2 separate regions of the Gossypium hirsutum genome follow, and region 2 is linked to region 1. The links are chromatin contacts, called in public Hi-C maps. All regions are on one chromosome and are shown on one strand. Each heading gives the region's core, a stretch centred on a gene start, on an enhancer-like site or on the middle of the called end of the contact. The rest is flanking DNA. Distances are from core to core; before and after follow the strand shown. Region 1 has its middle 13 kb from the start of LOC121231489. Region 2 holds the start of LOC107961679 (EIN3-binding F-box protein 1).

What was found. A called contact is a pair of places that touch in the nucleus more often than the background predicts.
Region 2: a contact with region 1 is called in a Hi-C map of leaf, with 2.3 times the contacts expected there. The contact joins the promoter of LOC107961679 here to the enhancer-like site in region 1. A contact is called at or near these places in 8 of 34 Hi-C or Micro-C datasets (anther, callus, hypocotyl and 2 more).

Annotation. Positions count from the first base shown.
Region 1 is chrA06:37,268,791-37,273,395 of Gossypium_hirsutum_v2.1, reverse strand. No RefSeq gene overlaps it. Among protein-coding and RNA genes, the nearest start is that of LOC121231489, 13 kb to the left of the region's middle. Within about 2 kb of position 2,750, at least 1 of the 9 cell types and tissues checked has an H3K27ac peak or open chromatin away from gene starts, as enhancers often do. A contact at or near this core is called in leaf, where this site is marked.
Region 2 is chrA06:37,325,376-37,329,874 of Gossypium_hirsutum_v2.1, reverse strand. It overlaps LOC107961679 (EIN3-binding F-box protein 1), which reads right to left and starts at 1,873. Exons shown (of 2, transcript XM_016897757.2): 1 at 1,421-1,873; 2 at 1-602. The coding sequence starts at 1,445.

The DNA.
Region 1 (4,605 bases), core at 1,501-4,000:
TGAACATTTTTTAGTCCAAGTTAATTCTTAAACTTGATAATTGTTATTTTATTGGGGCTCAAAATGGGCAATTGCTCCCACATTTAGGCTGAAAGCTATTTTTTTTATCAAAGTTAATCATTGAACTTGACAATTATTCCTATATTGGGGCTTGAACTTGGCAATTTGTTCCTATGTTAGGGCCTAAACTTTAAGGTTTTCAAGGAAATATTAACTTGGAACAAAAAAAGTTTAGGTCCTAATGTGAGAACAGTTTCCAAATTTAAGGACTAGTTTGGATAAAAAGAAATTCAAGCTCTAATATCGAAATAATTACCAAATTTAAACCCGAAAAAAAATAAACCCGAAAATAAAAATGTGTGATAATCAAGCGTGAGGACTTGAAGCATAGTGACATAAGTAATCATTTTATCAAAGCAAATGTTTTATTTTTTTAAAAAAAAAAGAAACTATTTTATCACAAAATGATCAAGAGAAATCCGGTCACATATGACCGAAGAAAAAGAGCCACACACTTCCAATAAAAAGAAGCCTAATACAACTTTGCATGGAAGGTCCCAATCGAACTAGATGAAAATATCTTAAATGGTCTAGCTAATAAGATCTTTCTATTGTTGACAAAGGTTAAATATTGATATTAAGTATTCATGTTTAAATCTCATCATATGTGATTATTATATATTAACTTCTAATTCTAACTTATATAGTTGGAAGGTGTATATTTGATCCAAATTATTTTAATTATTTTCTATCTGTGTTATAATGTTTTCTTTCTACTTTAAAATTGTTTGAACATGTATTTATAATTATATTATAAATATGATCACTCTATATTTATATAAAATAAAAGCCACATATGACAAAACCAACAAGGCCACAAGTAACCTACAAAACATGACAAAGATCAAGATACACAAAAATGAAACTAATAAAACCCAATCCACAGTCTTTATCTCAAAGAAAAAGCAAGGAAGAAGCAGCTCTCATCTGAGGTCGGCTGATGATGGTGGTAACTGAAAACGCTTTCATGACAGTCAATAAATTTTACACATCCATATCCAAATTTTATTTATAGCTCATCACATGCCTAGCATCTTCTTCGCTTAAACATAACCTGGTGAGCTCTAGCATGGTCGAATTAGGATCGGGTTACTCTTTTTTTTTTTTTGTCTCTCCTTGATCCCAAAGAAAAAATTCATGATCCGGCCTGACTTGCCAAGTTATAAAGTGAAAACATAATTCGAAATTATTAATATTTTTGAATATTCACAAATTCTCAAAGTTTTGTTACTTTTAAATATATTTCTACGAATTTAAATTTCCAATAACACATATAAAAAAGTTATATCAATTGAAGATTCATGGATACCTAAAATAAATATTGATGCAACTTAATGGTGGGGTGATCATGACCAAAAAAGAAAAAGTCACATAATACCAAGATTGGGTAAAACATCAGTTTCATGTTTAAGGGTTTGTTGACGATGTAAGTAATGCGATGGTTGTTAAATTATGGTTTCATCAAAGCTCTGCTTCGTGGAATCAGCATTTTCAAATGCTCGAAAATGGTACCAATCGGAGTTATTTAGAAGTAGAAAAAGAGGGTTGTTAAATTATGGATTGAGTTTTAATATAATTGACACAGACGATTATAATTGTAATAGTCAATAAATTTATTTTTCTTTCAAATTAAATATTTAAAAAGATTATAAATAGAAATAAGACTTATGTACAGAACAACCTAAAAATAAAGAGAAGTTAAACAGGTTTTTGACACACAATTCCAAAATTTTCACTTAAAACTTCGAAAAATCATCATCTATCGGAAAGCTAGTCAAATTGTAATTTTGACTCCTCAATTATATTCAAATTATTTTAATTTGATATAATAACTATAATAAATAAAAATAAAACTTAAATTTAAAGTCTTGAAAATCATAATGTCTCAATCTTACTATTGAGTCAGGAGTTTATTGGCAATTAAACCAAATAATTAACACTCTTAAGTATTAAGATAGAAATTTTGAGATGATTTTTTTCCCTTAAAATATGATTTTAAAGTAACTAATTAGATAATAGTATTAATTATTTAAAGTAATTAATGATATTATAAAAATATATATAACAATTAAATTCCAAATTTAAATATAATAAAAAATCTAAATTATAATTAGATTGAAAAACTGCATACTTACCTTTAATGATAAAAAGTTATGTATTTGATACATTGACGTAAACAATATTAAAAAAAATACGTGCCTATTTTCTAAATATATATATATCAATAATTTATTATATCTCTAAGGGTGAAGTCATAAATTTTTGTTAGGAAAGACTAAAATTAAATTATACTTTTTACGATAATAAAAATATAATTTTTAAAGGATTAAATTAAAAATTTATTATTTTTAAAGAAATCAAAAAATAATTTTATATTTATTAATTTAAAATTTTAAAGGTTCAATTTCCATTATAGGAAGAGACTATTCAATTTCCATTATAGGAAGAGACTGACCCCCTACCAACCACCCTAAAAATTCATCCTGTATATCTGTATAGAATACCTATCCATCCTTTAACCAAAAGAAATATTGGGCGAATGAATGGCAATGGGAATATTGGTGTGATAATTTTCATTTTATTCATTGTGTGATAAAATAAATATAATAAATAAATGTCTTGTCTTATATGAGTGTGAAAAGGCAACTAATATTCATCCAAATTAAACATAGATGTTGAAATAATCCAAGACCCAAAAGACACCGAGTCTCTCACGAAGTTATTGCAAAGCTTTCGGTAACAGTGTAGACTGAGCCAAAGTAATCAACCACCACGTTACTTTCGCCATAAATCTGTTGTTCCTAAGAGCTGACAAGCGGCAGCTAATCCTATAATCAACCCCCACTAATAATTAAAGATGCACCCTTTTTATCTAAATTTCCGAATTTTCATTCCAATTAATTCTAAATTTATTTCAATTCGATTTAATCATAAAAATTAATAATCATAGAATGTATCATTATGTTTTAGGTTTAGTTATACGTTCTAAAAATTTCAAAGGGTTCAATCAAAACTTTTAGAAAATTTAAAGATTTAATTAGAATTTTCAAAAAAAATTAGGATTATTAATAAGATTTTTAAAAAATATTAAAAGGATCAATGAGTATTTCGAAAATTTTAGAGAGTTTAATTGAAATCTTTAATACTTTTTAAAGGCTCAATTAGATTTTTTTTTTGAAATTAGGACTTAATTAAAATTTTAAAAATATAATTAACTTTTTCCAAAGTTTTGGGGGTGGGAGGGACCAAAGCCCCTTCTGCCTCTAAGGAGATTTCCTAAAAGTTAATAATCTAAAACAATTTAATCGAAACTCGGACAAATAAGTTAAAATTATTTGAATATAATGTGATTAATTAGAACTCAAAATACATTGAAATTATAATAATTCAACATTTAAATTTAAATGATCCAAAACATTTTGATTTACACAAAGTAGAAATGATTCTAAAATTTTAAAAATTAAAATTGAGGGAATTGAAAATCAATCCAATCTATTTACCCATGGCTATGGTAGATTTAAGATAAAATAAACCAACCCTTTAAATTAAAGCAAAACCCAATTCAAAGTCTTGGGAGAAAAATAAATGGTTTTTGCTACTTTTTACTACTTTGCTGTCATAATCTACAATAACTGAATAACTTTTTCTTGCTATTAAAAGTTGCAAAATTATGAAAGAATTAATTTATGAAAATTGCGAGTTTTTATATTTTTTATTATCCGTTTGTCTTATTATTTGACCAATATATCTTAATTATTTATTTAATTTTTTTTTTTAGTTTTAAGCAGCAAATCTCGAAAATATAACTGAAAATAAGATTATTTCAGGTAAGGATAATTTTAAAGAATGCTAGTTTTGGGTTATTTAAAATCTAAGTAAGGATTATTTTGAAGACCTTTTAACATGATTAAGTTTTCTTATTAAAGATATTTGTTTCCTTTAGAAGATTACAACAAGAAGATCTAGATAAGTTTATTCCATATTGAAGGCTATATTAAAGATTATCTTTAAGAAGATAACAATTTATCTTGATTGTAGTTTTATAGGCCATTATATGTTTGATTTATGGATGATATAATGATCATTTATTTTGTTCAGTTAAAAACTTATTTTTGTGCAATTTTGATGTAAGTATTGTTCATTTTACAATTAAACTTACTTTTAAGGAGGAAAGTATTAATGGGAAAATGATTTATATTGTATATAAGAGAAATATTGCAATTTAATCAGTAAATTGAATCTAAATCATTTCTCATACAAATTAACTTATAATTGATTATTTTCCAAGAAAAACTTAATACGCTGTGTAAATAAACTCCTTTGTACATTTCTATTTGTGTAGTTAGTAGCAATCAAATTAACCAATATCTAATATTCAATAAGCTAAATTATATAGGAAGTCAATGAGCCTTTCCACCAATGGGAAAAGTTATAGACCCTACATTTTAGATACCAACGTTGATGATAATTAATGGTAATTAGGACCAAAGTAATTGAATTTACCTTTGAAATAATTTTAGAATCATTCCCCACTTTTCACAATCA
Region 2 (4,499 bases), core at 624-3,123, 57 kb before region 1:
AGACAAATTCCACAAGGAAAGAACCCTTAGAGAAGGGCACCCGCGGGAAATGGCTCTGAGGCCAACAGTAGTTACTCCATACCTGGACTTGCTTCCTCGAATGAAAAGTTTCCCCAATCCTCCACGACTAGCTGTTCCGACAGCAATAGATGCAAGTCTAACATCTGTTGCTTTCTTCCCATCCAAACTCCTTGAGAGGTATCCATCACCCTCAACATCTGAATCTACATCCTCAGAAGAAACTCCACCTTTTTTATCGGTACTCTCGTACTCAAGATCTGATGCTTGGGTGGTTTTATTATCATTGATTTCATCTCTACGGATGTTGCTTACAAGTGTAAGCCAGCGCTTGGAAACACAAGCACAGGTACTCCTCTCTTGGCCTCCAGGTAACCGTCTGAAGATTTCAAATAAGCATTCATCGGGGAGGATCTCTATTGAAGGCTTCTTTTGCTCAAACTTCCCTCCAGCGAAAACGAATGGGGAACTGACGCGGCACCTCTTGCAAGGAGGGAAATACACATCCTGGTTAGGGTAAAAAAAGAGACTTGACTCCTTGCGGTTTGGGTAGATTGACCCCCCAGGGCAAAAATCATCACTTCCTGCAAACCAATACAAAGAACAACTATGAGATCAACGAAGCAAATTACAAGAAAACCGAGCTAAAATTTTTGAAAGATGTTTATTGATCAAATAGCACTTGTCTAGGAACCTAAGAACAACATAAGGAGGCTAACAAAGAAACCTAAGAATATTTAACTTTCACACCATACAAGATCTATGAACTAGATGGAGCTTATAACTCAGAAAGTCCATCTCAGATGTAGTCCTGTCCTATGTAACTGAACAAACAACCTACTGCCTAAAAGACAGTCGTCCGAACAGATCCAGTCAGAATAGACCTGATCTACAACCAAAACTCCTTTATTGCTTTCAAGTAGAAAGAATCATTAAACCATAAAAGAAATTAAGGTAAGAAACATCCTCAAAGTTCGTGCATAACATCAAAATCTCTTCACATATTTGACAGTTGAGGGTTAATCTAATAAGTGGCATGAAAAAAAATGAACAATCAGACTTGTGCCAGAGGCACCTAATCTACAACTAGAATCACCTAAAGGCTGCTAATTTTTTCCTCCCTTATCTAACTGAATTAACTAATTTACAACCAAGACTAAAAAATTCCACATTTATCCAGTCAACCAAATACCATGAAACAAAAAATCTTTGCTAAAAGGCTATTAAAACCATCCATGATACTTTTACAATAATGATAAAGACGAGTACCCTAAGTTACCTAAGATATCTCAAAAATCTAAAATTTGTTCATATAAAGAAAAAGGGTATCCACATATAAGACAACAGCTGAGAATTACAAAAAAAAAATAATAATAATAACTAGCAAACATGAAGAGCTTACCACTAAAAGCAAAGAGCTTTGACATGAGTACAGCTCAAAAAACCCCGGGAGGTCAAATATGCACTGTTCCACGCCCAAAAACCCTCCAAAGAGAGACAAAAAAAGAGACCCAAAAAGGAAGAAGGCTAAAACGTCACCGTGTATGGCTTGAATACACGAATGCATGAGAAAGATTGGAGCTTGAAGATGATTGGAACCCTATTAGATAGGGCAAAAAAAAAAAGAGTGAAAGAAAGAAACTGTGGAGAATGAGAAATGAAAGATGAGAGGTAAAGGAAAAAAGGGGTTGGTTTTATGATGAGAGGAGAGAGGCTTGGGTATGTGATAATACACTGGAAAGATGCCCACATGCAATGTATTTGAGCAAAAATGTCGTTTTATTTTTTTTTTTTTTCCTTCAATACTCTCTATCTTCTCCCCCACCACCATTTTCAATACCACTTACCACTTTTTCTTTTGTTGGTTTTTTTATAATTGGCCTTTTTGTTGTTATGCTCCCTTTATTATCTTAAAATTGAGTCTATTTTAATTGGTCCCTTTATTTTACAAGAATTAAGAAGTTAGTCCTCCTACTTTAATTCGTTAAGGTATTTCCCTTTTGCTTTACGAAAATTAATAATAGTTAAATAATTTATATGCAAATCAACAATTCAACTATTTATATTTACGACATCAGTAAAAATAATAATTAAACAAATTATATGAAACAAATTAATAAAAATCACCGATTCAAATTCATGTATTACCATAATTAAACTAACTTCTTGACTTTCGAACTAAATTTTGACAAATAAAATAGGGGGAGTAATTTCTGGATTTTATACTACCATTTATCTTTCTGATCATAGTGAAATTTCAATTATAATCTTACTGTTTTCTTGTTCTCCGATCATAAATTGTCAATTTGAAATATAGATGTCTTTTTTTTCTCTCATAAATCCATGAAAAGTTACTAATATGTGAAGCAATTCCATAGAAATATAGTATTTTGTCTATGCCATATGTTCAACTTTTTTTTAATTGCATAAATGATAGGTATTTTTCCTTATATGATCTATGTTAAGCTTCGGTTTTGTAGGTAGAAACTAAATAACTTATGATATAAATTAAATCATTGTTAAAAATATGATAATTTAAAGTATCAAATTTTATATAAAATAAATTATTGATATTATAATTTTGCGTAAAATATAGGGTTAATATATACTCTTTGGTACATGAGTTTGTCTTTAATTATATTTAATTTGGTACTTAAGTTTTTTCTCCAATTTGGTACTTAAGTTTAGCTTCAATATTCGATACCTAAATTCTTTTAATTTGATGTAATTAAGTACTTGAGTTTGACTTTGATGTTCAATTTGGTACCTGAGCTCTTTTTTTCCCAATTAAGTACCTATGCATTTTTTACTAAAGTGCACGAGTTAAACATTCATTGGATTATATGATTTTGTTTGGTATGGATACCAAATTGAACATTAAAACTAAACTAAGGTGACAAATGATATATTAACCCTAAAATATATAATATAAAAACAACCCAAATATATAAAAGGCTAAAATATGGTTTGAGTCCCTATACTCTTCCTGCATTTTAAATTTAGTCCATCAACTTTTTATTTCCAGGGATTTAGTCCCTCTTCTTTTTAGATTTCAAATTCAAGTCTAATTATTAACACTATTAAAATTATTTTGTTGAATTTGTTTTCGTGACATTTTCAATTTTTAAAAAGAAAAAAACTCATTTGGTAGCCATGTGACAAGAAAATAATGTTGTAATAAACTTAAATTTAATAAAAGAATTGTAATAGTGCTAACAACTGAACTTACGTTTTTAAATTAGAAAAATAAAGAGATTAATTTTTTAAAATAAAAATAAACAAACTAAAATTCTATAAAAAATTAAAGCATATTTTATGGAATTAAAATTTATAAAATTTTGTTTTTAGACGAGAAATAAATACTCTACGTTTAGACCTGTAGTGATTACAAAGGAGAAATATTTTAGGGTAAATTGTAAAAATAGTCACTTTTATTTGCTGCAGATTACATTTTAGTGACTTATGTTTGAAATGTTATATTTTAGTCACTTATGTTATCATTTTGTTACGAAGTGGCTACTCTACTGTTAAACTTCGTTACCTCCCTAATGGCAATCCTACATGGCAGTCCAAATTGGTTAAATATTAGCTTCAATATCCAGTTGCTAGAATGAAAATAGGTTTTTAATTAAATAAATTTAATTTAGACTACCACGTAGGACATCCAAGTTGGCATTTGAAACCCATTTGGACTGTCCCGTAGGACCGTCACGTAGGACCGTCGTTAGGGAGATAATGGAACTTAACGGTAGAGTGACCACTTCGTAACAAAATAATAATGTAAGTGACTAAAACGTAACATTTCAAATATAAGTTATTAAAATATAATATGAAGCAAACAAAAATGACTATTTTTATAGTTTACCTAATATTTTATTATTAGGCATAATTCATTAATTATATAATACTTTTATAAAGGATTCGTCCCAATTCATAGAACTGACTTAATTAAGTAACGTTATCCAACCTTAATTAAGCAACGTTCTGAGTTAAAGCTTTTTTCCGGTCATGCCTTGTTTTTTAAAGCTATACAGCTTTGGGGAACTTTATACAAGAAGAGGGGGGGGGGGGAAGGTAAGAAATAACATTATTACACCTTAAAATGGAAATTTAGCATTTTATTTGAGACAAGAAAGGAAGAGCATGCAAAAATCATTACCAAAAAGTCAAAAAAACATGTTTTCAAACGTGTCAAATTGTTGGGCTGTTATACGTTATCTTGCGCAATTTAGGAATATGAATATACGTTTATCGAACATGCATGATTAAGATAAGAAAGCATTGAAATTTATTGCATGAATATACGTTTATAGAACATGCATGATTAAGATAAGAAAGCATTGAAATTTATTGCATGTTAAAAGGATAAATATAAATATTCTTGAACATGCATGATTAAGATAAGAAAGCATTGAAATTTATTGCATGTTAAAAGGATAAATATAAATATTCTTGAGGATTAGGTTTACCCAAGTTCTATA